Regions from separate parts of the Mus musculus genome. Here all the other regions are linked to region 1. Evidence: chromatin contacts called from public HiCAR-type, HiChIP or PLAC-seq and promoter capture Hi-C data. All regions are on one chromosome and are shown on one strand. Each heading gives the region's core, a stretch centred on a gene start, on an enhancer-like site or on the middle of the called end of the contact. The rest is flanking DNA. Distances are from core to core; before and after follow the strand shown. Region 1 holds the start of Tbc1d32 (TBC1 domain family, member 32). Region 2 holds the start of Cep85l (centrosomal protein 85-like). Region 3 holds the start of Asf1a (anti-silencing function 1A histone chaperone). Region 4 holds the start of Mcm9 (minichromosome maintenance 9 homologous recombination repair factor). Region 5 holds the start of Fam184a (family with sequence similarity 184, member A). Region 6 has its middle 62 kb from the start of Fam184a. Region 7 has its middle 130 kb from the start of Fam184a.

The links. Promoter capture Hi-C pulls out the DNA fragments that hold promoters and counts their contacts. HiCAR-type assays count read pairs that join an accessible place to other places. HiChIP or PLAC-seq counts read pairs in DNA pulled down with a chosen protein or histone mark.
Region 2: a contact with region 1 is called in a promoter capture Hi-C map of pre-B cells, with 12 times the contacts expected there. The contact joins the promoter of Cep85l here to the promoter of Tbc1d32 in region 1. A contact is called at or near these places in 1 of 39 promoter capture datasets (pre-B cells), 3 of 115 datasets of contacts at active chromatin or transcription factors (astrocytes, pro-B cells and thymic regulatory T cells) and 1 of 9 other capture datasets (adipose tissue).
Region 3: a HiCAR-type map of astrocytes shows a contact between it and region 1, with 4 times the contacts expected there. The contact joins the promoter of Asf1a here to the promoter of Tbc1d32 in region 1. A contact is called at or near these places in 6 of 39 promoter capture datasets (the 3T3-L1 cell line, cranial neural crest, embryonic stem cells and 3 more), 1 of 484 Hi-C or Micro-C datasets (CD4 T cells), 8 of 115 datasets of contacts at active chromatin or transcription factors (astrocytes, embryonic forebrain, embryonic stem cells and 4 more) and 1 of 9 other capture datasets (liver).
Region 4: a contact with region 1 is called in a promoter capture Hi-C map of pre-B cells, with 8 times the contacts expected there. The contact joins the promoter of Mcm9 here to the promoter of Tbc1d32 in region 1. A contact is called at or near these places in 9 of 39 promoter capture datasets (the 3T3-L1 cell line, the C10 cell line, cranial neural crest and 4 more), 2 of 484 Hi-C or Micro-C datasets (CD4 T cells and Sertoli cells), 6 of 115 datasets of contacts at active chromatin or transcription factors (astrocytes, cardiomyocytes, extraembryonic endoderm stem cells and 3 more) and 3 of 9 other capture datasets (adipose tissue, liver and pancreatic islet).
Region 5: a promoter capture Hi-C map of embryonic stem cells shows a contact between it and region 1, with 4 times the contacts expected there. The contact joins the promoter of Fam184a here to the promoter of Tbc1d32 in region 1. A contact is called at or near these places in 6 of 39 promoter capture datasets (cranial neural crest, embryonic stem cells, frontonasal cranial neural crest and 3 more), 6 of 115 datasets of contacts at active chromatin or transcription factors (astrocytes, embryonic forebrain, embryonic stem cells and 3 more) and 1 of 9 other capture datasets (liver).
Region 6: an H3K4me3 HiChIP or PLAC-seq map of pro-B cells shows a contact between it and region 1, with 25 times the contacts expected there. The contact joins the enhancer-like site here to the promoter of Tbc1d32 in region 1. A contact is called at or near these places in 5 of 39 promoter capture datasets (the 3T3-L1 cell line, embryonic stem cells, hippocampal neurons and 2 more), 1 of 484 Hi-C or Micro-C datasets (uterus) and 3 of 115 datasets of contacts at active chromatin or transcription factors (embryonic forebrain, extraembryonic endoderm stem cells and pro-B cells).
Region 7: an H3K27ac HiChIP or PLAC-seq map of large pre-B cells shows a contact between it and region 1, with 7 times the contacts expected there. The contact joins the enhancer-like site here to the promoter of Tbc1d32 in region 1. A contact is called at or near these places in 5 of 39 promoter capture datasets (the 3T3-L1 cell line, 3T3-L1-derived adipocytes, embryonic stem cells and 1 more), 4 of 115 datasets of contacts at active chromatin or transcription factors (astrocytes, embryonic forebrain, large pre-B cells and 1 more) and 1 of 9 other capture datasets (liver).

Annotation. Positions count from the first base shown.
Region 1 is chr10:56,227,022-56,231,062 of GRCm38.p6, reverse strand. It overlaps Tbc1d32 (TBC1 domain family, member 32), which reads left to right and starts at 2,374. Exons shown (of 33, transcript NM_001033385.3): 1 at 2,374-2,585. The coding sequence starts at 2,431.
Region 2 is chr10:53,377,524-53,381,564 of GRCm38.p6, reverse strand. It overlaps Cep85l (centrosomal protein 85-like), which reads left to right and starts at 1,682. Exons shown (of 13, transcript NM_001204983.2): 1 at 1,682-2,056. The coding sequence starts at 1,984. It overlaps Gm46225 (a long non-coding RNA gene), which reads left to right. Exons shown (of 3, transcript XR_001779770.2): 2 at 1-103; 3 at 841-979.
Region 3 is chr10:53,595,151-53,599,191 of GRCm38.p6, reverse strand. Asf1a (anti-silencing function 1A histone chaperone) reads right to left here and starts at 2,231. Exons shown (of 4, transcript NM_025541.3): 1 at 1,894-2,231. The coding sequence starts at 2,002. All of the region lies in intron 7 of Mcm9 (minichromosome maintenance 9 homologous recombination repair factor), which reads left to right.
Region 4 is chr10:53,628,147-53,632,187 of GRCm38.p6, reverse strand. It overlaps Mcm9 (minichromosome maintenance 9 homologous recombination repair factor), which reads left to right and starts at 2,231. Exons shown (of 13, transcript NM_027830.3): 1 at 2,231-2,464.
Region 5 is chr10:53,748,643-53,752,683 of GRCm38.p6, reverse strand. It overlaps Fam184a (family with sequence similarity 184, member A), which reads left to right and starts at 1,775. Exons shown (of 18, transcript NM_001081428.1): 1 at 1,775-1,971. The coding sequence starts at 1,804.
Region 6 is chr10:53,811,282-53,815,322 of GRCm38.p6, reverse strand. No RefSeq gene overlaps it. Among named protein-coding and RNA genes, the nearest start is that of Fam184a, 62 kb to the right of the region's middle. Within about 2 kb of position 1,897, at least 34 of the 459 cell types and tissues checked have an H3K27ac peak or open chromatin away from gene starts, as enhancers often do. A contact at or near this core is called in pre-B cells, pro-B cells and uterus, where this site is marked.
Region 7 is chr10:53,874,490-53,878,530 of GRCm38.p6, reverse strand. No RefSeq gene overlaps it. Among named protein-coding and RNA genes, the nearest start is that of Fam184a, 130 kb to the right of the region's middle. Within about 2 kb of position 2,385, at least 18 of the 459 cell types and tissues checked have an H3K27ac peak or open chromatin away from gene starts, as enhancers often do.

The DNA of each region.
Region 1 (4,041 bases), core at 1,125-3,624:
GGGTTTGTGGAAAGATATTGTGTGAATTTGGTTTTGTCATGGAATACTTTGGTTTCTCCATCTATGGTAATTGAAAGTTTTGTTGGGTATAGTAGCCTGGGCTCTCATTTTTGTTCTTTTAGGGTCTGTATCACATCTGTCCAGGATCTTTTGGCTTTCATAGTCTCTGGTGAGAAGTCTGCTGTAATTCTAATATTTCTGCCTTTATATGTTACTTGACCCTTTTCCCTTACTGTTTTTTAATATTCTATCTTTATTTAGTTCATTTGTTGTTCTGATTATTATGTGTCAGGAGGAATTTCTTTTCTGGTCTAGTCTATTTAGAGTTCTGTAGGTTTCTTGTATGTTCATGGGAAACTCTTTCGGTTAAGGAAGTTTCTTTTTTATAATTTTGTTGAAGATATATACTGGCCCTTTAAGTTGATATATTCACAACTGGTTAATGTAGAGTCCTTGGTCTTAAATAGGACTTCTCTATGGTTTCCTGCTCAATGGCTCAGGGAATAACTTAGAAAATGGTGGCATAACAGCTGGAAGTTGGAGATTTCTTCAAGGCAGTGTCTTCTGGACACAGGATACTCACTGTTCTCAGGAGCTCACTGAAGCTGTTATTTGCATACAATCTGCTCAATATTTGACTTGTCTGATTTTGTCCTGCATGGGGCAGTTCATTAGGACCTATCCTTTACTGAGGGTTTATGAGTTGTAAATGGATGCTGAAGGGGGTGGTGTAATGGCTTCAATGGTGAAGCCATTAATACATTACCTATATTTCAGCAAACAATTCCTCTCCAAAGATCCTAATGCAAGCAACTGTGTGGATCAATAGGAAATTAAAAGACACCAAAACAGGAGGAAGTTTGCTGGCAGAAGGGTTTCTCCTTACCAAAGTATGACAAAGGGTATAGATAAGAAAAGGGAGATGCAACTCAGTATACACATGTATGAAATTGTCAAATATTAATTAAAAATACAAATTTTAATTTTATACTGAAAAGCAAACAATGACCTTATATTCTGAATAAATATATGGTGCAATTTCTGGAGAGAAATATTTGTTTTCCTAGAAAATTACTGAATCTGGCTAAACTGAGAAGTATATCTGATGAGGATAGAATATACAGCTGGATTTGGGAAGTTTATTGACGTCAAACCATTCATCAGTTGTTTGGCATCAGTAACTATTGGCATCTGAATATTGTGCATTTGTAAGCTCCCATACTATATATGTTGTTTCTTTTTAAACTTCTTACTGATTTATAAAAAAAAATCTTATGTTTCCACAAGTAACACCACCTTTTTTTTCTTTTAAAGAAATGCATTTTTGGATTTGTTTTTGAATTTCATATTTGTACAATGTATTAGATCATACTCACATGTACTCTTCCACTTCCACACTCCCTTCTTTTTAAAACGTTGATCTTAAAAATTATTTTATGTGTATAGTGTTTGCATGCCCGTATGTCTGTGAACCACAGATGAGTAGTGCCACAGAGGTCAGAAGAGGGCATCAGATCTCATGGAACTGGACTTACAGAAGGTTGTGAGTCACCATGTTGGTGCTGGAAATTGAACCTGGGTCCTCAGAAAAAGCAGCCAGTGCTCTTAACTACCAATCCAAACTCCCTAAACAAAACACAGAACTGACTTTTGCTGCCTATATCCTTTTGGATGTTGGGCCATCCTCTGGAGCATGGCCACATCCTTAGAGACCAATGACTCTTTAGATCCCAGAAGGCAGTTATCCATAGCTCTTTTTGCTAGGGATGAGTGTTCAAGGGCTACTTCCAGTCTGTCATGTGGCATTTCCTTAGTAAAATACATAACTACCCTGTAATGAATTGTTAAGTTTCTTTTCTGTTACAGCGTGCTATCCTCATTGGCAGGCAACAGTTGTTACGGTTGCTGTATGAACCTGGTTTTTCCACATTTCAATACCACCCAATCCCCAGTTGATATTTCAGTTTGGCTTCCTTTGCCCTGCTTTTACTAAAGGCCTCTTCTCTTTCGTCCCCTTCCTACTTCCTGCAGATCAAGGTCAGGATCAGTTCCACTCTCCTCCGGGATTAACCCCTCCCCTGGGCGCGTCAGCGAGCTGACGTCAGGCGCAGCCGAGGCGTTTCCCGTTAGGCCCTCCCAGCAGATCCTGAGGTGTTTGTTGTTCCGGTCGGGGGAGGCTTGAGCTCTGCCGGTACCAAGGAACGTCAATCATCCAACGTTAGCCTCAGCAAGTTCTCGGTGGTCTCTAAACCTACAGCCCAGTCTTCCAGCACATCGCCACTCAACCGCGGCCCCGCCCTTGGACTCGCGCTGTGGTTTCCTAGGGAACGACGCTGAGCGTCGGCGGCGATTGGGCTGGGTCGCGCGTGCGCAGTGCGCTTTGTTGGTGGCGACCCCGCGGTGGTTGCGGAGATTTGACTGCTGCAAGGCATGGCCCATTTCTCCAGCGAGGATGAGGTGATGCTGCAGGCGATGCTCCGGCAGCTGTTCCAGAGCGTGAAGGAGAAAATCACCGGAGCTCCCTCCTTGGAGTGCGCAGAGGAGATCCTCTTGCGGCTGGAGGAGACTGACGAAAATTTTCACAAGTAAAATCGAGTTTATAAGTTTTTAAGCAAACAAACCATTGGTCCAGGAAAGCTGAAAATGATTTGGATAGAGATTTATTTGGTATTTTTTTGCTAAAATAGCTGATTGTTGCTTCAGTTTTTTTTCTCTCAATTGTCCCTGTGCTGAATTTATCCTCTTTTTCCAAAGTGATTTTTGTAGAGCCTCATCTGCCTCTGTGTTCTCTTCTGTCACAGCAGCTTAAGAACATCAATTGTAAATTATTCTGTTCTTTAAAGAACAATCTTAACATTTAAGGGAATTCCTTTCACATTATCTAAAAGTAGTGACCCCCACCTCCTACCCCTCCCCGCCCCCAGGTCCTTATTTGTGGTTTTGTTGGTCTGTTACTTTCACTGCCTGTTGTAAGAAGCCACTCAACACTGGAAGGGCCTCCCACACTGAGGCAGGTCTGGGTGCCTGTGTAGGGGTAGGGCGCCTATACAAATGTCCTAGACCTACTGAAAGGGAGCAGGTTGTCCAGCTTTGAGGAGCATGGAGAGAGGAAGTGTTCGGTGCAAACTGAAGGACCTTTTTATAATCAAACTGCTCCTTAAACTTAAAGATCCTTAGGGCTCAACGCGTTTCTTTGGAGTTTGTTCATGTAGTGAATTAGGCCTCTCAGCTTCAAGGTCTTCCTCCAGGCGCACGCACGATTAGTTGTAGCCTTTTACAATCCAGTGTTTGTCTCTCACAGATACTTTTCCTGTGATGTTGCTTTTGACTTGGTCATTCAGGTGCTGGGAATGGAACCCAAGCCTCATGCCTGATAGGAGGCAGTTTCTGTTGCTTTTTATTGACTTTTGGATATCTCGAAGTTCAGTTTCTAGAAATGGGCATTAAGGGACCCTTCAGTCCTTTAATGTTCTCTGTAAAAGGTTATGTTTTACTTGCCGTTTTATGGTGGTGTTCTTTATAATTTGCTCAGATTCTCAAGGGAATTTAAAAAGATGTGCAAAGAGTCACTGTAGGGTTTCTAATTTAATAAGTCAGGATTTTTGAGACCTGCATGCTATGTTGCCCGGCAAGCCCAGGATAACCTGGAAATGACTATTGAACTTAAGTATCCCAAGTGGTGGGAGCATGTATCACCATGGCCCAGCTTGATTTTTTAAATTTATGATTATGCTTATGGTTTCCGTTGTTTTTGCTTATTCCCATATAAAATTGATGCTGATAAGAATGATCGGATGATACTCTTTTATTTAGACATATTTGTGTCAGTTTTGTTGTTGTTTTGTTTTCTTTTGGTTATAGGTTCATTATTTTAAAAGCACAATATAGACAATTTGGCACCTTCTCAAACAAAAGTGGATTTATTACATATCCATTTGTTTGTTTTTAATGACAGAATCTCACTATGTAGCTTTGATTGGCCTGAAACTTACTATGTAGACAAGGCTGGCCTCAAACTCCCAGAAGCATTTTGAAGTTAAA
Region 2 (4,041 bases), core at 433-2,932, 2.8 Mb after region 1:
GCTTCATTATGTAGTTCAGGCTAGCCTTAAACTCTTCATGTTGTAATCCAGGTTTCAATTGGATTCCTGGTTTATTGGTTTCCATCAAGTGCTGGGATTGCAGGTATGTACTACTATGCTGTGCAAACATTTAATCATTTATATGAAAGTAAAGAATTGCATCTATCTCATTAGCATACAGAGTGTTTTCATCTTTAATGAATGGTAAATTTGTATATGTAATAAATAATTTATTAAAATAAATTTATAATATAAGCAAACATTTGCCTTGAACACCATTTTATTTATCTAGTCATCCAGTGTTGTATAAAAGTTTCTTGGACAAAAGGGGTTATGAGGTTGTGAGTTTTAAATGTTTAAGAATCTCTAAGCGACCGGAACCTTTCTTTCCTTCTTACTCCCTCCCTCCCTTTCTTTCTTTCTTCCTTCCTTCCTTCCTTCCTTCCTTCCTTCCTTCCTTCCTTCCTTCCTCTCTCTCTCTCTCTCTCTCTCTTTCTTTCTTTCTTTCTTTCTTTCTTTCTTTCTTTCTTTCTTTCTTTCTTTCTTTCTCCTTTTTCTTTCTTTCTAGAAAGCACAGAGGAGGCTAAAGCAGGAGAACCAGGAGTTTGAGGGCAGCCTGGGTTACACATCAAGTTTCCAGCGAATTTGGGCTTTTTGTTAAACTACAAATTATGAAAAGATGTATTTGTAGATATAGTATTTTTACTTTCGATATTTTTCTTTGTGGAACTGTTAATGTTTTTTTCCCCATCCTTTTCAACTGTCAATAAATAATTAGATACATTTTAGATCAGATAAAGAGCCATCTCGTTATATTTTCATATTTCTGTCACCTTCTAGCATCAGAATCATTTGACGGTTGACCAACATCTGAAGATTTGGAGAAATATCTGCAGATCTACAGGAAGGAGACTAGATGTATAACCACGGTTTGGTACATTTCAGCAAATGTGGTGAGTTATAGCACACATTTTTAAATGTAAGCCTCACAAGCTTTAAGTAGTATTTTACTTGAGGATACATCAATATTAAGCTTTTGTTAGCAGTTTCCACATTAGGAAAAACATCACTGGACTCAAAGCCTAAGGAACTTATCGTCTGGGTTACTTCTGATTGGCATGCTGAGACTGCCTCCTTGTACAGTGGTTGACAGTGTTTAGTTTGTATCTAAATATTCAAATGATTATATTGCCAACAAGAGTAATTGCAAGAGGATGCTGTATTCCTTTGTCTTTTCTCAGGATGTCTGTTCCTAGGAAGGGTGGGAAATAAAGTGGAGCAGATGTGGGAGGCAGGGATGTCCTCTTTTCTATTCCCACCGTGATCCATAACCGGTGCTTGTGGAACGCATGACAACAATTTTAATTCTGATCTCCATTCTGAGTCAGATGGCTAGCCCCACAGCCCCTTGAAGCGGTTGCAGGGACAACTCGCACCTTTTATAACAACTGTGCCCCTAGAAAGCACGTATAGGAAGACAGGGTTTGGGATTAAATTATGGACCCTCTCTCAGCTTGAAGGTAACAGGATGGAGAAGTAGGGAGCGGCTTCAGGATGATCACCCGCATGCTGTTAGCAATAGGTTTTTGGTTCGCCAAGAGTCCCAGGCCCCGCCTTGAGGCCCCGCCCTCTGGGCCCCGCCCCCAGCCCCATCCAGGCCCCGCCTGTCCTGGCCCGGCCCGCTGCCTAAGGTTCTGCCGGGCGGAGGGGGCTGAGAGAAGCCGCAGCTGCAGATTCGCTTTGAGCCCCGGAGCCTGCGATCGCGCCGCCGTCACCGGGGAGCTACTAGCTTCCCCGGCCCGGGCCTCAGCGCAGCCGGCTGGGCCATGGCAGCCGCCGCGCTCCGGGGCCGTCGCTGAACAGCCGTTAAGCCCCCCGCCCGGGTCCGGTCCGCGCTGCCGAGGCCCAGGCTCCGCTCAAGTTTCCGCCCAGAAGCCGAGGCGACCGCGGGCCCCGAGCTCCAGGCTCGCCCGCTCGCCCGCTATGTGGGGCCGTTTCCTGGCCCCGGAGGCTGGCGGCCGGGACAGCCCCAGCGGGGCCCGCAGCTTCCCTGCGGGTAAGGAGGACTGCGGGCGGGTGGGGTGACGGCCGCCAGGGCTTCTCCGGAGTCCGCGCCCTAAGGCCTGCGACCCCCGCGGGGTGACAACTCGGCTCTTCTGGGCCGCTCGGCCGGGCTTTGTTGTCCCTCGTGTGGTGTGCGTGGCTGCCCCACGCGGGACGCGGGCGGGAAGGTCGCTGCAGTGTCGCCCGCAGCCACTGCTCCAGAGAAGCTGCTGAGGACTTGGTCGCCGATTGAGACCCCCGAGGGGGCGGCAGCTCTTAGAAAGCAGGTCGCATGGCTGCCAGGGCTCTCCTGGGTCCCATCAGAGCCCAGCCGCCTTCGAAACGGGGCTCAGGGAAACTGGGGGGTTGCAGCTTTGCGGTGGTGGTTGTAGGGACTGTTAGAATCAGACAACCATTTCATGCCTGCATCACCCAGAAGTTGTGTAGGAGCCACTGAATTATAAATCTTCCCCTAACGTGGAATAGAACAAGAAGAGTTGGCTTGACCATGACAAGTTATCTAATGATGACAGTCTAAAGGGCTCTTTAATCTGAACTGAATCATGAACCCCTTTGAAAAGCTGAAAGATACATAAATTTTTTTCCTTCTCCCCCCCACCCCCCAAGAGAAAAGGGCTACTTATTTGTACGCAGAATTTCTCCTAAAAATTTAGGTATTTTGGGGACCCATGGGTGGTAACCCTGTTCTACAAAGTGTTAGAACTTGACTTGTGTAACTTAGAGGCAGTTGTGTACCTTTTGCAAAACTGTTCGAAAAGAAGCATTTTGTAGGAGTCCTTTTGTGGTATTCTCTGCCTTTTTGAAGATACCATGCAGGCACATTGCTACTGAAATTTTGAACAATGAAATTCTGTGACAGTTTAAATTCTAAACTATCAGTAGTTCTCAACCTCCCTAATGCTGCGAACTTTAAAAGTTCCTCATGTTGTGATGTCCCCAAACCATAAAATTATTTTCATTGCCACTTCATAACTGTAATGTTTGCTATTGTTATGAATTGTAATGGACGTAGTTGAAATGTGACTCTCATGAGGTCATTTGACGTCAAGGGGTCGCGCGACCCAGAGGTTGAAAACCATTGGTTTAGAACTGTAATGTCTGTATGTCTGTCTCTATGTGTGTGTGTATATAATGTATATAATGTATATATATATGTATGTATATATGTCTCTTACACCTTATTCTTTTATACCCTCCCATAATAGTTTTAGAATAGAGATTAGAATAGCTGTGAATTTAGTAACAATATATGCAGGGAATTACTTTCTAAAATATTTACTGGTTGCCTTCAAGAGTAGACAGACATTTAGAGGTTTCTGATGCTTACCCAGTTGTTGTGGGGCCTGGCCTGGAAGTGGCTTTAGTGATGGAGAAGGTACTCATCCCTGGGGGCCAAAGAGAGTGATTTCCAGCTATCCATATATGTCAAAACCCATCTGTGATGTCTTTGTAACCTAACCTCTAAAATCTTACTCTTGGTAATGGCCCTTGTTGGAAGTACATCCCAGAAGCATTGTATCCAGTTTTCCATTGTTTTCTAAGAGAACATTTCAGAGTTAGCAGCTAAATAATTAAAAGGCTTCGATGTTACACTGCAGTTTCTAGACATTGACTCTTCCTAGAATATAGAGGAAGAAAATAATGTTTAGATTTAAGGGATTCAGACAAGATAAATCTTTATAAAACTATGTGTTCTCAGCTGACAGTAGTAAGTCATAAATCACAATACTTCTTTCCAATGAAATAGTGAAAATTTTCATCTATACACTGAGTGTGGATTATTTGTATAGCAATGGTGATGTAATTATTTTCTCCTTGAGCTGATATAAATACTGAAATTATTTAAAATGAATTTTTATAAGATATTTAGATAAACAAGTGTGGTGTATCTAGCAAATGATCTGAGTGAAAGTCAGGATAACGTAAGGGCTGGTTCATGTGGAAAGCATCTTTTTCTTACAAATATGAAGAAAATGT
Region 3 (4,041 bases), core at 982-3,481, 2.6 Mb after region 1:
ACGTTGATCAGTAACTTAACAAGTCACAGTACAACAAAAGTATGGGCCCTAGAAACGAGCTTCTGCAGGGTAAATCAACGCCCATCTCCTTGCTCCACAGAGCCTCTAGATGGAGTAGACAGGAATGGCACCTTTGTCAAGGGTTCCTCTGCAGCTTTGGAATGACTCAGCTTAAAATACCTTAAAATAATGGTGCGCTGGTTTTGAATTGTACTAGAGGAAGGCATATTCTTGACTTGAGTAATAACACTGTTGTGAAAGGATCCCTGTTTAACATGGAACCCTGTTTGGTTTCTGTGGGTGGCTGGTTTCGAACTATCCAGTGTAATGACTCTGTAACAATATCCTAGAGCCTATCTTCCTCATACAATGTGGACCTAAAATGGAAGCCATCATATGAGAAACACCTGTAGTGTAAAGAACTTCTAATGCCTCGAACACTGCACTGAGTTAGGATGGACTCAGCCATGATCTTACTTTATATTTGATCATTTGTATATAAATTGGCAGTTTGAAAAAGAAAATTAAAATCAGTGTTGGGGTTGGAAATAGGTCTGATGTGGAAATGCTGTTACATTTCAAATGGAAAACACCCTTACACTTACATTAATCATCACAGTCTATTCAGAGACTACTATATTTTAATGTTTAGTCAATCTTCAAAATATGTCCCACTCACTAAATGTATGCACGTTATAATTTACATACGTATTAAAAACAGCAGGGTACGTTTTAAGTGATGGTTAGCCAAAGGAGTGAAGAGAAGGGGCTGTGACTTCCTTTTTACAATTTTTAAAGGTTTATTGCAATGGTTTTTATAATTAAAGTTAACATTCTACATGAAGTACATTGAAGAGATTATAAACTTTTAAATTAAAAGAGAAATTCTTTTCGTCATGATTAGGATAATACAAGGCATTTTGTCGAAATACTTTCAAGTCCCAAGATGTCCTCCTAGTTAACTAAAATTTAACACCAATGAAGTTAAACTTTTTGTTTCAAATGTTGAAAATGAAGCATTGATTTTAATAAAATCTAAGAAAAGCGTTAAGAAGCCATATTTTAGCTTTCTAAGTTCTGTATTACCTCACTATTTCGCATTTTTTAAACCGTAAAATGTACTTCAGAAAGGATTTTGCCTTCTATCTCCCAGCTAACGTTTGCATTTTCTCCATCTGCTTGGACGTGGAGTTATTTTAATTGCTTCTTCTTCACACGTTCTGGAGAAAGTCTTTCAGACTTTCTAAACGCCAGAGAAGTGCCTGGAATTGGTTAAGCACCCTGCTTCTGCTCTAGGGTGCCATGGAACTTCCCAGCCCCTCACCATTTCTCTCCGAGAGGTCTCTGTCCCCGGGGAGAGGCGGCGCACAGCATCCCGGGCGCCCGCGGAGAGCACGGCCGCCCCCCGGGAGCCAGGCGCCGAGGGGCCGAGCCCAGCGCCCGCCTTCCGCGCTGGTTGGTGGAGGGAGCCGGAGAGCGGCGCGAGGACAGCCTCGGCGGGGCTCGGGCGGGAAGGCGCGGGCCCGCTCGCCCCCGGCGGTCCGGAGCAGGCGTCGTGCCGCCGGGTAAGATGGCTCCGCTTCCCACCGGCCCAGCTTGCTCCCCACCGGGCCGTGGGGCCCTGGGGCCGCCGAGGCCGCACGACCCCCCGCCAGCGCCGCGCGAGCCGGGGGCCGCCGAGCGCCGCCCGCCGCAGACAAAGCTGACAACATGGCTCCCTCCGCCCGGCAAGTTGCTCGCAAGTTGCGGCGCGGCCGGCGTCCCTCAACTTCAAGTTTCCCTCGCATGGCCGCCCTCCCGCCGGCCGCCGGCCGCGGCCCACCCCGCGCGAGGCCGGGCCGGGAAACTTTAACGTCCGCCGCCGCAACTGACAGCCCGGCGCCACTCGCTCACCTTCAGACAGGTCCTCGATGCACTCGAAGGTGATCTCGAACTGGAACGGGTTGTAGAAAGGCGACGGGTTATCCAGCACCACTACATTGTTCACCTGAACCTTTGCCATATTTTGAAGAAAACACAAACAATGGGGCCGGGGCTGGCGGCACCACCGAGTCCCGCGCGCGGCCGCTCCGAGAGCGCAGACCCCCGCCCCGGCGCGGCGCGGCCCGACGTCGTGCAGCTGCGACTTGAGAAACTTTTTTTTCCTTTTTATTTACACGGCGGCACTCCACGGTGTTTTGCAGCTTTCCTATTTCACTAAACTACAGCCCATTCTGCCCTGATAACTAGCAGCGTTGCCCGCGATTGGCTGCCCCCGAGCTCTGACCCTCCTCCTCCAGCGAGGGCCGCGGCGGCGAGCAAGATGGGCTCCCGCTCGCAGAACGGACGGGAAACTTTCACTGCGGCTCCACCTGCTGGTGCGGACCAGGACAAAGGCGCAGAACAAAGTGAGTGGAATAGGGGCTGGGAGGCCCGCGCGGAGGCCGCCGGCGGCGGGGGAGGGGCGACGCAGGCCCCGCCCCCGCCCGGCGGGGCCGCGCCACACGTCGGGCGTGGCCGCGGCGGGACGGAGGGGGCGGGACCCGTGGGGTGGGCGGGGCCGGCGGTGGAAGCAGGAGGGCGCGAGGCGGCCCCGTGTGTGTGCGCAGCATGGGCCTTGGGGTTTTTCGGGTTTTCTTCCAGCCTTTAACGCTTCCCCCACCAGTGCCGGCGGCTTTGCTGGCTCTGCTGGATTTAGCAGATAAGGTGTGCTTTGCAGCCCTTGTCAGGCCCAACTAGCTGTCTGTGCTTCTCGCAATCGTAATGGTAGAGAATAGGGAGAAGGGCTGGTTGCAGTGGGAATAAATTGCATTTTTATAGCCCATGTCAGCTCGAAAGGAGCAAGCCATTTTGGAATTCAAGTTCTTGGCCACGACAGTGCGGTGAAATAGATACAAAATGAGGGCGGGGTGATTTTACACACACACACGCAGGCTAGAAAAAAAATATGCGATCTTCAGCTGCATGTTGGATTTCTTCCCATTTAATAACTGAAAAGATGTAAAACAAAACAAAAAAAAAGAAATAAAAGGGGGAAAACGTGATCAGTTACAGCGAGGCTTCTGTTGTTGGGGGGGCACAGAGAAAGAAGTCAAAAGTCGAGAAAATGGAAGTGTCTGAAGGCCAAAGGACAACAAATGTATTTTTGGTGGAATATGAGAAAGGAGAAAGCACAGATAACATGCCATTTGCTCTTCAAGGCATTTATAACAAACATTCATAAGTGAAAAAGTGCAGCACACCAATTCTGAGGAGACCTTCCATGCCTGTGACGCCTGTGAGACCATTTCAAGGCTGACTGGAGGAAAAGTTGCTTGTTTATGGTACTTAGCCACTGTGGGTAGACTAGGAAACAGGAAACGGAAACCTAACACCTTTGTGAATGTGAACTGATTCTTTTTACTGTGGAGGTGTTACTCATAAACCATTGGGTTCTTTTCTTTTTCCTTATAAATGAAACTACTAAACTATTCAATAAAATCCGGAGTGAAAATTATGTCTTAGTATTAATCTGCAAGTGAAGTTTCTGCTAGTGTGCAGAATTTAATTAATCTTCCTTGGACAGGTTGAGACTCAACTGGATTGCTGTGGATGATCTGTCCTTGTCCGAAGACCTTTAGTTATCATGAAGCAGGGCCTTCCATGTTTAAGGAGATTAAAGTGGGGAGAGAGCCACTTTTATTGTCAGTACGCTGGGCAATCGGTGTCCATCAGTTCAGTCACCATTGTTTTTGTGCATCAGAGTAAAAGTCACACTGTGGTAGTAGGCAAGATGACCATGGCTGGTAAATAATACACGTAGCTCTTATTAACCCTAGTTTTACATGATGTTAGCCAAGATAAAGGAAGCAGTGAGGTTGTAATATGCAGTTATGGCAGGCACCCTGGAGATTCCAACTGACTTATCAATGTGCTCTTATGTGCTTTTTACATGCTTCTTGCTGTTAGACCAGAAGTGTGTTATAAACTATAGAAGACTCATTTCTAGTGGATGTACATACACACACACACACACACACAAGCATGTATGTATCAGGGATTGCTTGTTTGTTTGTTTTTTGT
Region 4 (4,041 bases), core at 982-3,481, 2.6 Mb after region 1:
CCCAAAAGGGAAGGGACCAATAGACCAAAGATTCTACCAAGTCTAGCTTCCCAAATGTGTTTATTTGGAGTTGATCACATGAGGTGGGTAATGCAGGCGAAGCTTGTACCACAGAAAGTCCCATGCAAAAGCCATGGGGTATGGCTCAGTGTCAAGAGTACTTGGTGAACCTGAGTTCAAGCCTATGACTCCTTACAGGTTGTTCTCTGACTTGCCTAAGTTTGAATCCCAGGATCCACCACAATAAATAAATAAATAAATAAATAAATAAATAAATAAATAAATAAATAAATAAAATTCTATACTTTTTAAAAATGTATCACTCCAAGTCATTTTTAAAACCTCTTACCTACTTTTATGAGGATGGATAGGAGAGAGTGGTGACTGGGATGAGAAGTAAAGGTCTTCTGTGGGTCCTAAAACCCCTCTTCTCTCCAAGATGGAATGTTCACAACTCAGTTGTCATTACCATAGACCTGGCTATCAGTTTTATTGCCCGGCTCACTATAGGCCATGGTCTTCTGCAAGCTAATAGCTCTCTCTCTCTCTCTCCCTCTCTCTCTCTCTCTCTCTCTCTCTCTCTCTCTCTCTCTCGTGTGTGTGTGTGTGTGTGTGTGTGTGTATACACCTGTGTAAAGGCTATACTACAAGACTTAAGAGTGCTCTATTAGCCATTTATGGTGGTTCACACCCATAATCTTAAGAAGCAGAAGGACCGCAGACTGGAGGCTATTGTGAGCTACCTAACAAGACTGTGTCTCAAAAAAAATTTAATACTTCTACTCATTGTAGAGTCAAAAACGCAACCCTTACCTCAAAAGGAGAGAACAGTTTATCCTGGAACAAACTATGAGTGGCTATGGTCCAGTTTCTCCCCTTCCGTGGTCCAATGTACTAATAGTGCTCCAATGTGTGAAGTTTTTATAGGGACATAAAATCATTAAGATTGAACCAATGTATCATACAGGTGTACTGCTTAATTTCAAATGTCAACTTGCCTTAACCAAGAATTACCTCAGAAAAGAGATTTTTTTTTTTTTTGCTTGTTTGTTTTGTTTTGTTGAAATGTATCTGGCTGTCCTGGAACTCACTTTGTAGATCAGGCTGGCCTTAAACTCACTGAGATCAACCTGCCAGAATTAAAGGCCTTTGCCACCATGCCTAGCTGAGAAGGGAGTCTGAATTAAGGAACTGCCTGTATCAGATTGACCAGTAGGAATGTCTTTGAGACATTGTATCCTTAACTGATGTAAAAAGAGGGCCTGGCCCTAGGAAGTAACACCCTTAGGCTCTAATGTAGAAAGTCTTCAGGAACAATTTGAAGTTCAGAAAAACACTTATTAGTTGAGCTAGGGACATTTTGAGATCAGGGAACATGAACGGTGGCAGCACGTGCTGACATGACTCTCTTGCTGAAGCTGAGTTGGGGTCAAGATAATGAATTTCTTTTTTGTTTTTGTTTTTTCGAGACAGGGTTTCTCTGTGTAGCCCTGGCTGTCCTGGAACTCACTCTGTAGACCAGGCTGGCCTCGAACTCAGAAATCTGCCTGCCTCTGCCTCCCAAGTGCTGGGATTAAAGGCGTGCACCACCACGCCCGGCCAGATAATGAATTTTTTATATCCAATTTTGCCCTCAGCTGCCTGATTTGATTTAATAAAAATTGCTGATAGGTAGATGTGCAGTCAGAGGATTTAAAGTAGAAGTGACTTCACAAAACCGTAACACCACTTATAAAATTTAGCTCGAAATGGATCAGAGAACTACACGAAATGGAAAATATTGTGACGTGGAAGTAGGCAGATTCCTTAAATACATCGCCAACCCAAAAAAAAAAAAAAAACAAAAACAAAAAAAAAACAACAAAATCACTTGTGTTCTAAGATATCTGAAGGTGCAAACCAAAGTCGAGTCCCAGATCGCCCACATCCCGCCCTAATACGTCACCAGGGTTCCCCTTCTCTCCGCCCTAGTCTCCACCCCGCGTTCGCCCATCACCAATCCGCGGAATTCCTGCCAGCCTGAATTATCCACTTCACCCTAAACCCGCCCTCGAAGCCGGTGTCCCGCTCAAACCCCGCCCCATGCCTCCGAGACCCGCCCCTCAGACGTCTTGTCCGGCCCAAACCCCGCCTCCAGCTCCCCGAGTCCCGCCTCTCTCCCTGCTCCCGCCTCCCGCTCGCAGACTCCAGCGTCCGTCCTGGCGCGCGCCCGCCTGCGTCCGCACCCGGAAGAAGCCCCAGCGGCCGGAAAGTTGAGGCAGTGCGCGGCTCGGGGTCCGCGGGAAGCTCAAGTCCTTCAGAGGCCGAGCGAGAGCAGCGCGAAGAAGCCTGCGCGCCCCCGCGCAAGGCGGCCCCCTCGAGCGGCCGCGCGCACGCCCCGCCCCCTCCAACGCCGCGCGGGTCGGGCTGGGGCGACCACGGCCGCAGCGCGGTCCCGGCGACCAAGACAGTGCGTGTTGAGCCCGTAAGTGACCACCGCAGCGTGAGGTCCCGGGGGATCGTTTCCCTCCCGTGGTTAGCGTCAGGTCTCGTCCGCATCCTTTAATTTCTAAACTCCCCGCAGGGCTGGGAGGCCACAGCCAACCACCTGTGGATTAGAAGCGAATTTCCAAATGCTTTCCAAAGCATCCCTCCGCTAGGCTCTCGCTCGCCAGGCGGCCTGGAGGCGCGCAATGAGCGCGCACCCGCGAATGGCGCGCAACGCGGGATTGAGACGCGCGGGGCGTGGCCACAGCTCCCGAGGGGCGGGGCTACGCGAGCCTAGGTGAGGGACAAGGCTCTATCCCCAAACTGCTCTTTTTGGCGCCACCTTGCAGTGGATAGTATGAAATAAAGCAAAGCCATTTTATTTGTTTGGATGCCAGAGGCAAGAGGAGAGAGAATTTGATAGTTGTACAACCATCGTCCCCCCTCCCCTAGACAGTAAATGGCTTAAGTTTGTAACGGGATGCCTGAGTTTATAGGTTGATAAACTTGTCTAATTGCACGGATGTTGGAAAAAAAAAAAAAGAAGAAGAAAGCTGTGTTTAAAAAATATCGGTCTGTTTAACACTGTAATTTACCGGTTTAACTAGGCAAACATTTAACCTGCCCCTGTTAGGAACTTAAAATTCTTTGCCCGCCCTCTTTCTGCGCTGTTGGAGTTGGGTATGTTGTTAATTGTTGTTTCGGATTTCTGCTCTACATTCACTTTGTATTTGTAAAATCGTAAAGATATTCCTTTGGTCACTCTTGAGGGTAGTGCTGTGATTTTTTTTTCCCAGCTAAGATCCACATCATGAAATACTATGATCCCTTTCCCAAATAATCTCTTTTTTTACTCTTGGCTGATTGATTATGCTATTACCTAACCAAAACCAAGTCGCTTAGTATTTTAGTGTTGGCTTACTTTGACTGATTCTCTGAAAAATACTCTCTTAATCTCATACCAGCCTCCTGTACTTGTCAGTGTTCTTGGCTTAAGTGTGATGCAACTTTATACTTTATACCTCCCAGCTGAGCAGGTGTTCAGAGAGGGCAGAATCAGTAGCCAGTGTGATCCACCTCAGGGATGCCAAACTGAACTTTAACTGAACTATATCTAGTCTTCTTTAGTCATAGTATTTATAGAGGATGATATATGTTACATAAATAAAATAAGTCCAATATAAACCACACCTTTGCTAAGGTGCTTAGAGCTAGTATGGAATCTCCAGGGCAGTTCATGGTTTCTTCTCTGGTACTTGTCAGCTCATTTAAATTGAAAATCAATCAATCAATCTCTGTGTGTGTGTGTGTGTGTGTGTGTGTGTGCGCGCGCGCACACGTGTGTGTGTGTGTGTGTGTGCGCGCGCACGTGCACACGTGCACCTGAATGTTCTGTGCAGCACATGTGTTGCCATCAGAGTCCAGGGGCATCAGATCCCCTGGAACTAGAGTTACGTGCAACTGTGAGCCCTTCCTATCATGGTGATGGGATCCAAATCCAGGTCCCCTAGAAGAGCAGCACGTGCTCTCAGCCTGTGCTGTCTGTCCAGAACCACCTTCTCACTCTTACTCACG
Region 5 (4,041 bases), core at 526-3,025, 2.5 Mb after region 1:
AGTGCCTTGTATGGGGCAGAAGACGTTATCTTGTTTGATCTTTCCTTCTGGAATTTTAACAGATCTGGAAATGTTTTAGAATCCTAGTCAATCTGCATCTTGTTTAGTTTTTGCCACATTCAGATACTTTGTTAGTTCATTCCCCCCCCCTGCCCCCATTCAATTTGCTAGCACATTCAATTTCATGTGATGGCTCCTTGCATGTTAAAGAGGAAACACATGAAGTGGAGGAGCTCAGTTGTGCAAAACCGTATGGAGAATGTATTTTTTGAAATATAAGTATAATCCTACAGAGTTTGTATTACCATCACCTAAAAGGACCCCACCTCAACACAGGATACAAGTTTTTATTTGTTGTTTTTAAGTCGTTTTACCTAGAAAGGCAGAGGTGCTAAGAAAAAGATCAGTATAAAGTAATATATTTAGCAAGGTGGAAAAAGTACGCATAATGCCAAATCTTGATACAGCCCCAATATTTAAGGGCAGATATCTTGTTTCCCTGTTGGGTTCTTCCCTCTATATCCCAGTCCTATTCTAATATCTAGCCAATTACATTTTCATATTTAATTATTCCAGGCTTCATCCCACCGAGAATTGGGTGCAGCTGATTGTAGAGGTATGGTCCTCCAAACATAGGCCCTTGGCATCGCTTCATTCTAGCCTGGCACACATTAGGTCAGTATGACCCTGAAATGCTTGAGTTTGGATGAGTTTGGGAAGACCAATCACGTGTAGGATTACGGATCGGATCTCCCTCTATTTCACCACCACTTCTCTAGTGTAGAGATGCTTGGCCTTAAGATCCTATGTCGGCTGTGGCTGGGCCTGCACACAAAAAGTACATGCAGAGAGGCTCTGTCGAGCTTCCCGCTGCTTGTTGCTAAACGAAGGTCACCATCAATTTTTTATCTTCTTTGGACGATTCTTTTAAAAACTAGATTGCACACTCAGGCACAGGGTAATAGCCAAAGGGTGCAGACTGTGGGAAATGGGTGTGTTAAGGAGCTGGCAGCTGTGGGTCTGCGCGGTGAAAAGTGAGACAGTGCTGCTGGATGCAGTGGGAACTCTCAGGCTGCAAGGTTGTAAGGCCTTGTGCGACTGTGAGAGGCCTCCGTGAGGCAGGGCGCCTAGTGTGGGGCTCAATCGCTGTGTAGCTATGGGAGTGTGGAGGACAAGTGCTGGCGGCTGGAGGGCCGAGGGGTTCAGGGCTGCAGATTGCGGGGTCGCAGATTTGCCGGTTGCAGGGACGCGGAGCTATGGGCTGGAGGGTTGAGGATGAGAGTTTGGCTGCGGGTTGAGGAGCTGCAGGTTGGAGGTTGCGGGTTGGAAGGATGCGGGGCGGAGCTTGGCTGCGGGCTGAGAAGCTGCAAACTGGAGGACTGCGGGGCGGGGAGCTGCGGGGCGGAGCTTGGCTGCGGGGAAATGACGTGGCCACCCTCGCGCGCTCGCTGAGCCCCCGAGCCGCGCGTCCTGGTAACGGCGCTCGGCGGCTCCCGCGTCCCCGGACCCGCCTCCCGCCGCTGCAGCCCGCCCCGTCTCCGCCTCCCTCCGCAGCCCCGGCGGCCGCGGAGTCTCGGGGCCCGGTGGCCGCTTCTTGCGGGACGCTAGCCGCGACGTCGCCAAGCCGAGGCAGGGGGACGCGGCTGTTGCGGGCGGGCAGGGGGCTGCTGGCTGCGGGACTGGAGGGCACGGGCCGGCGGGTCGGCAAGCGGTCGCCCGGGCTGTCGCCTGTCCCGTGTCGTCGCCGCGCCGGCCTCGCCCCGCGCGCAGGGACAGGTGCCCCGGCTGGGGTCTGCCGGGAAGATGGCGACCCCGGGCATGAGCTGGCAACATCACTATTACGGTAGCTCCACGTCCGGGCCGGCCAAATTCGCGACCTCCCCAGCTGCCGCTCAGCTGGCAGGGCACAACATGGACTACAGCCAGGACATGCACCTGAAAATGAGCAAGAAGATCGCCCAGCTCACCAAGGTATGGGGTGCTGGGGCTCGGGGTTCAGGAGGGGGCTCCTAAGAGAAGCAACAGCCAGAGTTGCCTCCTGGTCCCTCCAAACTTGGGTGGAACGCTAGCCACCTAACTTGAGCTACACCGCACACCGCACACTGCACCGCGGGATTTCCAGGGCTTGCACTCCATAACCAACCGACTAGGGGTAAACCTGCACAGAGCACATGAGGGCTTACTTTCTGGGTTCCACAGGAGTAATGGACTTTTCCTGTTGCTCAGGTGCCTCTGCCAAGGGCTGCACGAAGCACCGCGCTACAGTACTCGGTGAAGTACTGTACCGGTTTACCTAATATGACCCGGGATCCTCGGAGTTAATCGGTGTCAGGCTACTGGTTACACAGTTAATGAGAGGATAAACTTCCCGAGGTTATTCCGAGGACTGTAGGAGGGTAAAACATACCTTGCGTGCCATTTTAAGGGATTTAATGAGTCATTCCTTACTTACCCTCACAAGATGTCAAATAAGGTTTATTAGATGAATCACACCGCGTTTGCATTTAGTAAATGCCCCATCTTATCAGAAGACCTGCACATCACCTGCACAGTTTTCCAAGCATAGTTCAGGGTGGTGTATGCCCGTTAATGAGTCCTTTTTCGAATTTAGTAAAATACTGAATACTGATCATAAGGGTTGGTTCTGTGTAGCTCTTACCCAGCAGGCTCACCCTGTGTGGGACTGATCTAGGGTTTCTGGAAGTCACACATGGGGACCAGGTTCCCTAGGACTGTTGCAGTGTTGAAGAGGAAGGTGGGCTTGAGGGTCACTGCTCGATAATCTCTTGAGATCTGGCTCAACTCCATCATACAGTTTCCCTGGAGTTTAAAGAGAGGAGGGGGGCACACTTGTGAAAAGGGAGTGAAGAGACGGGGGAGGAGGATGTGATCGATCGAGGATTCAAAGATAACGGGAATGAGTGAAGGGATGCATAGAGACACATGATGAAAACAACAAAAACCACGTGATCAAGACTCACCCCATGCTGAGCAACACGACAATTTGTGGAGTTAGTTTTCTTCCTTTTTGGATTGTCTGTCTTTGTTCTAAGCACCATCCTAAGAGATGCTGCACGTTCAGTTGGTACCGTTTGCTTTTGTGAAGGGTCCTGAAACCCAGAATGGAAGGGATGTAAACTGTGGTAGCCACATGTTATCAGAGCATTTACATGGATGAGGCTGAAAGTCCAGACTCCCAGGTGGTGTTTCATCTTCAGAATGCAGGTAGCCACAGCGAGGCTCATGGGTTGTTATTTCTTCTGGGTTTTTCTTGCACCATGTCCACATCTGTGTTCTTATTTTAGATTGTAACTCCCTGAGACTCCTGTGACTAACACTCCGTAGGTTAGACATGGGCCTCTGTATTTAATAAAAGCTGGTTTTCTTCAGTAAACTTTACCCCTTTCTATTCACACATTCAATTTCCTGTCCTTTTTTTTTTTCCCCCTTCAGTAAAAGCAATTCAGCCCGGCTGGCTCAGGTGGGATATTAAGAGGATGATAGTATCTTTCTCTCAAATATAATGAGCCAGGTGCTGCTGGCTCAGGGCTTCTGTTACTGCTGAGGGTTGCCCACACTCTGATTTCCTGTTTGTAGTTACTGTATCTAACCCCCCTGTTGGCTTGGAAGGGCTGCAGACATTTAATTCCTGGTAGTAGACTTTTGGTGTAACACAGTTGACATTTTAGATTGGTTAGTTTCCTATTAGAGGGCTGTCCTGTGTGGCACAGAGCTACTTAATAGCATCCTTGCCAACTGTGGGTGCAAGTTGCACATGCCTCTGCCCTGCACTTAGAAGTGACAATGGACAACTCTACAGACATCACCAAGTGTTCCCTGGGAGGGATAGTTAGGAGTCATGTTGGTGAGGGATGATTGCCGTGAGTTTTACTGAAATGCCTAAGGCTTACCCCGCCCCTACCACTGGCCTTTATATTTCGTAAGATACAACCTGGCAATGAAGCAGTCTAATAACAGATCCATTTCAGTCTGTCTCACAAACCTTAAAAAGCTGCTTCCCTTATTTATCACCTTAGAAAT
Region 6 (4,041 bases), core at 648-3,147, 2.4 Mb after region 1:
TTCAACACAATCCCCATCAAAATTCCAACACAATTCTTCATAGACATAGAAAGAGCAATTCTCAAATTCATATGTAAAAACAAAAAATCCAAAATAGCAAAAACAATTCTCAACAGTATAAAAATTTCTGAGGGAATCACCATCCCTGATCTCAAGCTGTTCTACAAAGCAATAGTGATAAAGACCTCATGGCATTGATACAGAGAGGTCAATCAATGGACTAGAATCTAAGACCCAGAAATGAACCCACACACCTACAGACACTTGATCTTTGACAAAGAAGCCAAAAACATAAAGTTGTAAAAAGAAAGCATCTTCAACAAATGGTGGTCTAACTGGAGTTTTGTATGTAAGTGAATGAAAATAGATGCATATTTATCATCTTGCACAAAGCTCAAATCAAAGTGTATCAAGAACCTCAACATAAAGCCACACACACTGAGTCTAATAGAAGAGAAAGTGGGAAAGAGCCTTGACTCATTGGCACAGGAGGAAATTTCCTGAACAGAACACCATTGGCCCAGACTTTAAGATCAACAATAGATAAATGTGACCTCCTGAAACTGAAAAGTTTCTGTAAGGCAAATGACACTGTCAATAGGACAAATTGGCAGCCTAGCGATTGGGGGGGGGGGGGGAATCTTCATTAATCCTATATCCAATAGAGGACTAATATCCAAAATATATAAAAACTAAAAAGGTTAACCTCCAAAAACCAAATAACCCAACTAAAAAAAAATAGGGTATAAAGAATTAGCAACAAAGGATCTTAAATGACTGAGAAGCACTTAAAGAAATGTTCAAAGCCCTTAGTCATCACAGAAATGCAAATCCAAATGACTCGGAGATTCTACCTTACACCAATCAGAATGGCTAAGATCAAAAACTCAAGTGACTGTACATGCTGACACAGATTTCAGAAAGAGGAACTCTTCTCCATTGCTGGTGGGATTTCCATCTGGTACAACCACTCTGGAAATCAATCTGTCAGTTTCTCAGAAAATTGGACATAGTTCTACCTAAAGACCCAGCTAAACCACTCCTGGACATATATATACCCAAAAAGATGCTCCAGTATACTGCAAAGACACATGTTCCACTATGTTCATAGCAGCCTTATATGTAATAGCCAGAAGCTAGAAACAATCTAGATGTCCCTCAACTGAAAAATGGATACAGAAAGTGTGATTCATTTACATAGTGGAATACTATGCAGCTATTTAGAATGAGCACATAATGAATTTTGCAGGCAAATGAATGGAATTAGAAAATATCATCCTCAGTAAGATAACCCAGACCCAAAAGGACATGCATGGTATATATTCACTGATACGTGGATATTAGCAAAAAAGTACATAATACCCAGAATATAACCACAGACCATAAGAGTTATCAAACAGAAAGACCCAAGTGAGGATGCTTCAATCTCACTTAGAAGATGTAACAAAATAATTATAGGAAGCAATTATAGGAAGCAGAGGGAGGGAAGGATGTGGGTAGGCAAGGGGAGGGGAAGGGAAAATAGGGAACAGGATCAGGTCTGGGAGGCACAGGAGAGAAGCCCAACGAAACTCAGAAGGCCAGAAGAATTAACAAAAATAAGTAGCCTATGTGGGTGGGAGGTGGGGTGCCCTCTAGAAAACCACAGAGACCTGGGAGGAAAGAGACTCTACACATAGAGATAGCCCAATGTTTCCTAAACTAGAGAGGGGGCAGAGGGAGAGAGAGAAAAATTTTATCATCAAATAAACCTTTTCATAAATCAATATCTCCATTTTTTTCCTGCCTTTTCCAGGAATTGAATGTGTTAAGCCCTCCCTTGTGACAATCCTGTAACCTCTTTTCTTCATGTAATTCCAGTTCTTGTCTCTGGGCCAGTTTGCCAGATGTATCTGACATGATGGAAACATCTGTGGTCCGTGGCAGCTGGATTGAGGGCATTTATTTTTGTTCCCTGCATAGGATACTGCAGAACTCATTAGATCTCCTGTAAATTTCTTGTTTCAGGAACAGCACCCCGTTTTCTGATTTTAGGTGCTCCCTAAATTTTGACTTGTGGAGCTGGAAGTATTCCTCAAAAGATAGTTTTGGATTTTCCTCCAAGTAAATCACATGGATTCTAAATAATAGTTGGAGTTGTTCAATCGGAAAAACACATGACTCATATTCTAAATCCTGACAGTCTCCAGGTGTCTGTGGTTACTCTGAGCCTCTGTGAGCATTTGTTCTTACATCCTGCTTTACAGAGTTAATGTTCAGTTGCTTCCATCCTTGTTGGGCTTCCTGTTTGCCTGGCAGAGTGGGTTTTACCAAGAACTAAAGCTCCACTAAGGTTCATCCAGGCTTCATCCCCAGTGCCCTGGGTTGTATGGACCATAATCAGGACCTAGAAATCTAGTTGGGGTTTTTTGTTTGTTTGTTTGTGTGTTTGTTTTTTAACCCTTTTCTGTTTAAATTATTTCTATAAACACAAAATTTTTTCTAAAAATAGTTAAATTTTAGTAGAATACGTTATAAAACAGAAAGTCCTCTCCGGGTGTTTTTGAGAACCCCTGCGAACTTCTCCATCGCTGACAACAAATAATTCGCTTGGCTGCAATGTCTAGTCCCTTTGGTTCCCTCTAGTGGAGAAGAATAAAATGCACTTTCTACACTTGAAACCATTAAGTGTGAAATTGGATTAAAGCACAAAGAAACAGTGAATATTCCAAAAAAAGCAATGCGCTTCCCAGAAAAATTACTCTGAACCTAGGATTAGTGGGAAAGTCTTCCCTATCAGCTTTCTCAGAAGACGCTACGAATGTAAGCCATGGGCTGAACTGGCACCGATGTCCCACATAGATCGCTATCTGCCCAGCCTGAGTGGCATCAGTAACTGTATTTTCCGAGCATGGAGCAAAGGAGATCTTCGAATACATTGCATTTTATGTTGAATCCATATCATCGGCTGTACTCGATTCATCTTCCATAGAGAAGAAAAATTGAAAGGAAATTGAATCTAGTTGAATATTTCCTGTGTTCAAGTCAAAAAACATTATGTTGTAAAAATTCTAGAGATAGCATGGTAAAAGGACTAAGGGTATGGGAATGGCTGCCTGTGTTACTTACCTGATTTACCTCCAGGACTGGAATAGTTCAGCAATCTTCTGTGTGGGAGCCTTGGCCAAAATCCCTATTATCCTCGGGGATCCGTGCCAACCCTTCTGTTACAGAGGCTGGCAGCTCAGGGATGCCTGAGGAGACAGCAGCAATAGCCGAGGGCCTCTGAGTACTTCCCATGGGCTATGGAAGGCCAGCCTCGGAATCAGCCACTGGATTTCGAGCTAAAGCTCTTCATTAGCAGAGAAGGAAACAAGGCACCGGGAAACATGTGTTTTGCTTGAGAAGTCTATTCCCAGTGGACTACTCCATCCCAAAGGAGCAAGTATTCTGGTGTGATACGTTTGACAGACCTTGAGAATGGATGGTCAGCAAGTAGCACAAAGAGGCAGCGTCATATTCAAGATGCAGCCTCATTCAGTGATGCACCACCTGTAATGGGAGATGTGTGCATTGCTGTTGGTACTCACTGTTGAGTCCAGCCTCTACGTCTCATTTAAATCTGTCTTCTCTCCATGACCAAAGGCGACATTCTGGTCCTGGGGTGTGGGAATCGTTTCTTGGACTCTAAAACAAGCATGTTTACTATGTTTCCCAAACTCTAGCAAGGGTAACAGTTTTACAGGCCCATTTCTTTAAGTCACTCAACCTTAAAACTTTTCAGTATAACTTGCTATGAATGTAAGGAAATAAACCTAAAGGGTAATGTTTATATATTAATAACAATATAATAAATAATAAAACATTAATATTGCATGTAAATTGTACTTGCTTTAAAAATGGAATTATTAAGAATGCCTGTGTTGGTGACTGATTAACGAACCCAGGTCATCATAGACTGGAGCTGTAAGAAAAAATTTCTGAAAATATAGTGTAAGCAAGCTATTCATATAGATGTAACTGCTTAGTATGAATTAAAATGTCTGAATGTCATGATCCAAG
Region 7 (4,041 bases), core at 1,136-3,635, 2.4 Mb after region 1:
CTAGATAGTATGACATATGGAAAATCAAGGAGCAACAAGAACAGGCAGCAGAGGACTGAGCAAGGACAAAAAAAAATGAGAGTGGGGAGTGGAGCTGTCAGGGTCAAGCACCTCCATCTTACCCCTTGCTTCCTCTCCTGCCTGAGAGTGAGAAACTGGTGGTGGGTAAAGAGTTGGTGTAACACACAGTGACTTCTTCAATAGTGTTAGCGGTTTTCTTCTACCTCTCAGAAATTACAATCAGTTCAAATGATCCCAAAATTCAGGCTAAAGGAGAGTAGCGCAGAGTACAAACATTCTTTAATGACACACTTAAAGGTTTCTTTCAACAAATTTGAGGGAAGAAGGGGATCCCGTGTGTACATTTGGATACCAAAGATTAGCTTTTTATGTTCTTCCTCCAGAGCCTTTCTCTTTGGTTTTTTGAGATAGGACTTCCCACTGGGACCTGAACCTCACCAGTTAACTACTGAGTGAGTTCCAGTGATCTGCCCGTCTCTGCCTCCCTTCTCAGCTTCAGGATTATATGCACACAGCTCTTTATGTGGGTGCTTCAATGTTGAACTCATGGCCTTATGGTGTGTGCAGTAAGCATACCATCACCAGAGCTTATTCCTCAGCCACAACCAATTTGAGCTTTTTCCTTGCTCCACACTCTTAGCTCCAGCAAGCACACCACATTCAAGGCCACATTAATTCCCCTCCATGGTTGGAGATGGGGCAGCTCAGAGAAGCAAGATCAAATGATGGAGAAACAGTGGTTCAAAAGTGATTCCCCTTACCACCCCTCCCTTTATCAGTTCACCATCCAACCTCCGTGGAAGCCCATTAATCTTACAGCATAGGGTTCACCATGTGGTCCTTTATCATGAAGGGCTATTGTGTGCTAGGAAGAGCTCTCTACTTACTCTTTTGAGGAGGAGAGCAAGTGTGCGCCAGCACAGTCTTGGGAACAGTGATGGCACACCCGAGCAGAGAAAGGGGGCAGATAAGAAGCTTCCCTAACAGAGTGATGCACTCCAGAGGATCTGGAGTCCTGCCATTCTCCCAGTTTCTCGGGGGAGAGGAAGCTGCTGTGACCTTCATCTCTTCTATTTTGTGAGCTGAAAGAGGAAGGAACATGAGGAACCACCTTGCCACCTTGGGAGAAATGCAGGCAATCCTTGGACAGGAGCCTGATCAAAAATCACAATTGCTATTGGAAATACCCCTCTTCACACAGCTCATATCCTGAGACAGTCCAACAGAGAACACAAAGAAATGTTGTGAACTCTTTCCCAGAAGCACAGTGGACTATAGTGTCCCTTAGTGCCCGGTTTGTGGACAAAATGAAGCCATAAATAAGGCTTCAAAGACAAAGGAAGGCCATGGATGGAGGAAGGGGCATGACCCTGTTATCTATCCAGGAGCCAGCTGTGCCTGTCTGTAGATATGTTCTTGGAATCCTCCATCCTATTTGTTGCCAGCCAGCAGCCACCCTTTTTCCCTTCCTCTTGGAAGAACTAGCTGCCTTGTCTCTCTGCATTGAAAGCAGGTCACAGCTAAGAGCACAGATCTTCTACCTGGGCTTTCCTGTCCCAGGGAACACTTCACCCTTTGTGTTGCTTTGTACTTGTTTATACTGTAGTTTTGGTTATATAATCTATATTGCTACATTTTTAGCCATTCAAAATTGCTCTTTCTCTACCATGCTGTACAGCACCAGAACTTAGTCTATTTGACCATTCTTTGGTGCCTGTTATCTGACTTTTCTGTGTGCTCCACATGACCCTCCTCAGCCTCTGATAACCATTCTTCACTTCTACAAAATGGAACTTTTAGCTTCCATAATTGAGGGAAGTCATCAAATATTTATGTTTCTTTGCCTGGCTTATTTTCTATTAATCTAACAACCTCTGGTTCCATGTATGCTGCTATAAATAACAGGGTTTTATCCTTCTTTATGAATGAATACTATTCTCTTGTGTAGATGTACCAAAGTTTCTTTATCTACTCATCCCTCAATGACCACTTTTGTTGTCTCCATATCAGTGGATACTGTGAACGGTGCTGTAACAAACACAGAGATGTTCTTGACGCCTGCTGTTTCTTACCTGTATTTACTAAGAAGAACAGGCACCATGACTTCAACCATGACTTTAAGGCTGGGGAAAAACAAAGCCATCATGAAAAGCAGAATGAACTTTGGGGAGAGGCAGGGCATGTGTCTGCTTTCTACTGACCATCCTAAGGGAGGAGAATCAGGAGACCTAGAAGAATATTTGGAAGATGAAGTGGTGAATAATGAGGTCAATAGGGGCCAGCAGAGGAGGAGCTATTGAGGACAAGTGAAAAACAACTTGCATAAGCAGGGTGGGGCCAAGCTGGGTTCTGTGTCGAAAGCTAGAGGAACATGAGAATTCTCCATCTAAGAAACCAGCCATGAAGAAACTCAGGGTCACTGGAGGTCTCATGTGCTGTGCTGATTTCGATGGTGAAATAACAGCTGTACAGCTCTCTCTTCTCCACATCGCACACAGGGCCAAGAGAACCCACCCAGTTCATCACCAGGAGCAAGGCAGCCAGGATCCTGCTGAGTGAGCTGTCACCGGGAATGGTCTTCCTGACTGGATCATATCTCAAGAGAAGCTTCAAAGCTAGTCAAGAAAAAGAGGTGCCAAGTCATTGGGAGTTCTGCATATGAAAGTAATGTCAGAGTGGAGGGGAGGTTGGAAGAAAAATTACTATGGAAAAATCACATATGGCATGCACAAACTGCACTGTTTGGCACCTTATTATAACCTTGTTCTTTCTTTTTGCGTGTCCATGGTGGCTTGGGCAGCATCTTGTGCTGGACAGATGAGGTAGATGGGAGGAGGGGGGATAGGGAGGATCAAAAGGACAGCCTCTAGAGGCCATTGGCTACCCCTCCTGCAGGCAATCACCAGACACTCACAGCCACCCCTTGCCTTCTACATCATCTCCTCCCTGATTTTCACCCACTGCACAAAGGAAGGAAGAAATATTCTCATTCCTGTTACTCTTCCTGTTAACATTCATTCTTTTTTGAGTCACCCATTTGCTTCTCTAACCACTTGGCATAGTTTTGTCTCAATAAATAAGCCAAAGGCAAAGCAAAATGGAGGGAGATTAAACAAACAGTAAATTCATCTCTGTTGTGTTCTCCATTACATTATTCATGATGCATCCATTCAGAAGGTAGATGTTAGGATGGTGTCTTAGTCTGTGAAGAGACACCTTGACCACAGCAGTTCTCATAAAGGAAAACATTTCATTGAGGCTGGCTTACAGTATTAGAGGTTTAGTCCATTATCATCATGGTAGCTTGCAGGCAGACATGGTTCTGGAGATGGGGCTGAGAGCTTTATATCTTGTTCTCCAGGCAACAAGGAGACTGTGTACCCCACTAGACATAGCTTCAGAATATATGACCACAGAGCCCACCTCCACAGTGACACACTTCCTCCAAGAAGGCAATACCTATTCCAACAAGGCCAGACTTCCTAATAGTGCCATTCCCTATCGACTAAGCATTCAAATACATGAATGTACGGGGACCATATATATTCAAACTACCACAGGTGGGAAGAAAGGTTGCAGCTGTAGAAAGAATACTGACCCACACTCTAGAATGCAAATTTTCTTTGCTTCCCTTACAATGTTCTTGCCAGTAGAAGTTAGTAGTTACTTTTTAAGTAAATACTTATCATGTTCTCCTTCTATGATTACGTAATTATGTTCATGATCACTAAAGCTGCTGTACCTCAGTAACTTGCAATACCTCTACCCTGCACCCTTTCACCCATCTCCCTTAGCAGGGTAGAATACTGTGTTCTATTTCAAGCCCTTGTATAAGCTGTGGAAAAAAGCCATTTGGAAAGAACCTATCACTCAACAATACTAGCTCTACTCAGGGTTTTCTTTCTATTCAAGTCTCAGCCAAATTCACAACCTTCAGTGTCTTCAAACATGAACTAAACCACTGTTTTACTAACTGTGCCAATTTGGCTGAATATCAGGGAACTGATAGGGGCTGCAGTC